Regions from separate parts of the Bombyx mori genome. Here region 1 is linked to region 2. The links are chromatin contacts, called in public Hi-C maps. All regions are on one chromosome and are shown on one strand. Each heading gives the region's core, a stretch centred on a gene start, on an enhancer-like site or on the middle of the called end of the contact. The rest is flanking DNA. Distances are from core to core; before and after follow the strand shown. Region 1 overlaps LOC101744517 (eukaryotic translation initiation factor 3 subunit A). Region 2 overlaps LOC101742265 (cytospin-A).

Evidence for each region. A called contact is a pair of places that touch in the nucleus more often than the background predicts.
Region 1: a contact with region 2 is called in a Hi-C map of whole pupa, with 2.4 times the contacts expected there. The contact joins two enhancer-like sites. A contact is called at or near these places in 2 of 7 Hi-C or Micro-C datasets (middle silk gland and whole pupa).

What each region holds. Positions count from the first base shown.
Region 1 is chr16:3,660,467-3,663,166 of ASM3026992v2, forward strand. It overlaps LOC101744517 (eukaryotic translation initiation factor 3 subunit A), which reads right to left. Exons shown (of 23, transcript XM_004928885.4): 23 at 2,205-2,700. Among protein-coding and RNA genes, the nearest start is that of LOC105842064, 8.2 kb to the left of the region's middle. Within about 2 kb of position 1,330, at least 7 of the 8 cell types and tissues checked have open chromatin away from gene starts, as enhancers often do.
Region 2 is chr16:3,452,361-3,455,060 of ASM3026992v2, forward strand. LOC101742265 (cytospin-A) reads right to left here. Exons shown (of 25, transcript XM_038016558.2): 24 at 1,288-1,444; 25 at 1-438. The coding sequence ends at 349. Among protein-coding and RNA genes, the nearest start is that of LOC101744641, 19 kb to the left of the region's middle. Within about 2 kb of position 1,356, at least 4 of the 8 cell types and tissues checked have open chromatin away from gene starts, as enhancers often do.

The DNA.
Region 1 (2,700 bases), core at 80-2,579, 210 kb after region 2:
ATTAATGTTTATGCTTTATTCATATTTAATCATTTATACAGTCATTTGTGTTTTTAAACAATAATCTAAACATTAAACATATTCTGAACATTTTCACATCAAAACAGTGTCTGCTAATTATTAAATATGGTAGAATAACAGTTTTGTTGCTAATAATAAATAAATATTAACATAGAATAAACTAAACTATATATGATTATGTTAATTATTGCCAACAGTGGGCGTTTGCGCCCATATATACGAAAGCAGCACCACTATGCTAAAAAAAAGTGCAAATCATCGCTGGTCCAAAAAGAAATGCAAGTTGAAAAACAACACATAACAACCTTGAGCTTGACCTGCATAATAATATGATTTTCTGCTGTTATTAGTACTGCAAAAACAAACAAACAAAAACAAACTAAATAACAAATGGGGCACCAAATACCTAAGAGTTATAACGAAGATATCGACAAATTAAACTGGCAAATCAAATTGTGTCTCACCAAAAGTTTTCAATCTAATCTTAATGACGGCCACTGACATGCGCGTACAATGTACGAATATTTGCGCGCATGTGAAGGGCCGTCAAACATTCATTCGCAAACCTAGCGGCTGTGCAAATGGGTTCGCATACTCAATTTGCGAACCCGTTTGCGCTTCCTCCTACACTTGTTTACGAATGTCTCACGAATTTCTCCTCCTTTTTAATTCGTCAATAGAACATTGAAAAGAAAAAGAGTCTTGAATTCTTTCCCAGACATCATTAACAGCCATGCTGTTTTTATGGGATTTCTTTTCACGAAGATACGCTACACAGTAGATGTCACGAATTATGAAAATGGCGATACGTCCGTTACCTTCGCAATCGTCGGCGCAACTGGGCAAACGAATGTGTGGGAGGCTACGCGAAGGTTCGCGGTTCGCGCGCTTTGATGTCTGTTAAAAAACCGACACAGCTTGGAAAACCACGAATGCAGCGAAAACTTTGCATAATCATTTGCAAATGTCGTCCCACACTTGCGGGTTTGCGTATTCGTGCGCATGTGAGTGACCGGTGTAACACCGGCACCAAACGTTGGCCCCAGCATTGCTACCAACGTTAAGCGGTTAAATTGGTCAAGTGTCCACACGTTGGCGGTTATACTAGATCCTTTCCATTAGAGCCAACATGAAGATGCGCGATACCGAAATTGAAATTGCTCTAAGCGCTTTTGCAGTACTGAGTACGTATAAATTATATTTGTTATTGAAAAAAAAGAAAAAGCCACGTCAATGATGGTGGATGACATCGCGGCATGTACACTCGACGCGTGTTGCAACAAGACTAAGCAAAGCCCCAACATATGGATGCATCGCGAACGCTGGCACAGATTCCTTTGATAAAACCTACACTCGACGGCCAACTACCAACGATCGTTCCAACGTTGGGGCCAATGCTATTTTCTAGATCCACACGTTGGTCGCGTGGCGTTGGGGCCTACGTTGGGGCAACGTGTAGAGCCGTCGTAAAACGTAAAGCTACCGTAGATTTTTGGTGTTTGGTTTGAAATATATTAACGGTTTTTATTACTTTCATTATAATGAAAATGTAGACTTGTACATGCATATTTTATGTTTAAATAAAAATACTAACCCAGTAGGTAGAACATGACTCAGTAGTTGGCTCAATATTTTTTTTATACTTAAGTCTTCCATGACGGAGGATGAGCAGCGTAGCATAAAATCAAACCCGCAAAAATATTACAGATAGCAGGGGTTGTTTTGTGACTTTTTTCCTACCTATGCTGATAGCCTTGAGAGGCTATTTCAGCTTCGCCCTAACATGTAGGTGAGCTCACGGAGCTCAAGCCGGAGTGTTGCTAACACTGGCCCTAGCAAGAGCAGTGCTTCGCAGAATCTACCACCGGATCGGAAACGCGACCCACTGAGAAGATCCGGCGAGAAACTCAATGGGCTGTTTTGTGACCGTGTCATCACAAATTTTATATTGCAGTTTGTGACAAGATAAATGACCAAATCGGAGACTCGCCAGTCAAATATTAAGTGTATTATTATCTATGGCAGCCAGTCTTAAATATTAAGTGTATTATCTATGGTCGTCTGTCCAACCGAATGCTGTATTCGAATTCCTAAATATTTAAAAGATTAAAATAGTTTAAAGCCGATTGGGGGCAGTTTACACTCTATACATACATGTATTTCGTGAAATAATACACTTTCGATACATACCATAGTTTATTGAATGTTAATGACACTAAATAAAGCATACAAAAGGCATTATTAGTTACGTAGAAAACAATACGAATTGCGATAACTCAGTTTTGTGACAATTTATGAAAAAAAAAAGTATACAGGCAGGGCGTTTATTCAAAAAAGAAAAAAAAACGGCTATGGAAATATCCCAATAGATATTATATACATAGACGGACGAACACAATATGCCTTTCCGAAATAAGCAAGTATATATATATATGACCCCTTGTACCGTTAAAGAATAAAATATTTATTGAATACAAAAGAAAAACAAAGTAAGATAATTACGACGCATTAATTTAATTTACATTACTGTGTACACACAAGACGGTTTTTATAACATGGCAACACTTTTATTGTAACACACTCTGTTCACTACTGATTCGGTTTTGCTTATAATCAAATGCCTGGATTCTAGATTTTATAAAGTATGCTTCGTTTTCACAATACTGAGACTGTGTGAGC
Region 2 (2,700 bases), core at 106-2,605:
AGATAATATCATACTATAATAATAATATACTTAATTAATAATATTTTGGTCCTTATGTAGAATTAAATCGTGATAAATTGGCTTTTAACTGTATTTATACCGTACGTACCGATTCGATAATTGTTTTTTGGAAATTTACGTTTTAAATCAGAACTATTCGTTTACACAAAAGCATGATTATATAAAAAAAGGCTTTTTTTTTAATATTCTTGGTCCGTTAACGTATAACACCGTCCAGTGTGACGTCGAAACAGCAACTGTTCTATGAGCGAAAGCGTATAAACGCATCGATTGAGAGCGTGATCAATGCGTCCCAACATTATCCACACGTATTTGAATTAAAAACGTTTAAGTCTCGAAATGTTTATAAATACTGGTGACGTACGCCATGACCTGCTGCCAATCGGGACGCTCCTGGTGGATCATGTCCTGAATATTCTGTCAAAGAAAGAAAATGTCATCATCTAACTATACTGAGATCTTAGAACTTATATCTCAAGGTGCGTGGCGCATTTACGTTGTAGATGTCTATGGGCTCCAGTAACCACTTAACGCCAGGTGGACTGTGAGCTCGTCCAACCATCTAAGCAATAAAATAAAAAACATTATCATCATCATCATCATGTGATATTGGTGGATCATGTACTGAATATTACGCCAAAAAAAAAGAAAATGTACTTGACAAATTTTCGTCGGCTTTTTGGGAGTCGTAGATTAAAACTACTTATAAGGTTTAACCCTTTGATTGCTATTTTGGTCACAGGTACCCTACGTGACGCACTGAAGTAATAAAGACAATTTCTGTTACTAAAACGCCGGGATATATAGTAGACTTTGGGAAAGACGAATCCGTACATACTGAGATTTAATCTATTTCTAAGAGACCTAAAATACTGAAACATACATTAACCCTTTGAAGCGCTTTGTTGATTTTGCTTATATTTGCTTAGACTTTGTTCTTTGTTTATCCATGTTTAAGTAAACTAAATTTTAAGCATTCTTTCATCTAGATCGGCAATACACATTTTGTCTTTGTGTCTTCTTTTAATTGAACTAAATTCTAAGCATTCTTTAATCTAAGATTGAAAATTTGAATTTTTTTTTTAAGTCTTGTTTTAACTGAACTGAATTCTAAGCACTCTTTCATTTGAGATTGGCAATTGGTAATTTTTCTTTGAGTCTTAATGAGAAGGAAAAGAAATTCCTTTAACCTAAAATTTAAAATTGGACAGTTTTCTTTGGGTCTTGATGAGAAGCAAAATAAATCCGAATGCACCGTGTACGTACCAGCGTGGTCGGGATGCCCACGGACTCCGCAGCTGCGAAGGCCACTGAGAAGTTGGTCCTCTTATCGTGCGGCGACAGCGTGGAGTACGGCACGCGGCCCTCGCCCAGGTACGAGTGCAGCAGCGCGCACAACGCCAGCCCATCGTTCCACGACGAGCTGTGCGGGGCACGACACGGAACTATCAATATCACGCACGATCATCCGACACCAATACTAGATTCCCTACATCAGGAGTGGCCAACTTGATTAGAACCAAGATCTACTGTCTAGTGACGAAACACTCCACTCCACCATTTCTTTTAACGTATATTTTTATAGTTCCGTGTTTCAAAAATGTTTACTAATGTTTTACAAGACAAGATGATATTTTGTTTTCCTACCTAAGGTGATGGTCTTGAGAGCCCATTTCACCGTTGCCTTAACTAGTAGGTGAGCTCAAGAGGCTCAAGCCTGACAACGTTGCTAGCTCTAACCCTAGCAATAGCAGTGGATCGCAGAATCTACCAGCGGATCAGAAACGCGACCTACTAAGAAGATCCGGCGAGAAGCTCAGTGGGCTGTGTCTGCGGGTTCATTTACTCGCCAAGCCTTCGTCGCAAGCGACGGGTTCGAAGAGAACGCTGACCGACGCTTGAGGTACCTAAAAGCACCGTTAATAGATCGGGAGGATCCGAAATGACGTATTTAGGGCGATGCCAACTGTTTACCATTCGGCCTGCAGAATCGGGAATGGTGATAAGTAAGATTTCGTTTCTGAATTAAGAATAGCCGAGGAATCAGAAGAGGGCGGTTGTTGACGACTCTAGCGCCCTCTAATAAACGCTCAGTCGAAACAATATAGCCATAAATGTAACGGGTGTAAAGCCGCTTCTAAAGGTAGGACAAAAGAACGTGTTCGAGTTGCGCGAGCGTCAACTGTGCATTGAAACAACGCCATCTAGTGACGATGGTGGAAAACACAAAGTTCGAAAAATTCCGTTCCCGCTACTATTGACCAATCGTCATCGATCTTCATCAGACGGTATTACGCGTCATGTCTTGTTTGAAACATTTTTAAATGTGAAACGTTTAATTTTGCTTTGCCCCAACCTTTAACTTTGCCCCAAACTTTATTCGAGAGATAGGTAACCCTACGTAAATGCAATCGAGAAGTTGTCACACACTTTTTGACGATGAATAATCGAATAATCGGATCGAAGATGATAAATTCGCAACAGGGACACTTGTGAATTTGTTCACGATCGCAGGCCGAGCCTTAAAGGTCAATAAAAATAATTTCCTTATGTACTTTAACATAAGAGACAAAATATTAATTCATAATTACAGTAAAATTTGTACGTAAGATTAAATTTTTCAATTTAATACAATGCATGAAAATTAATAACATTATCAATTCTAGTCCGTTAATACAA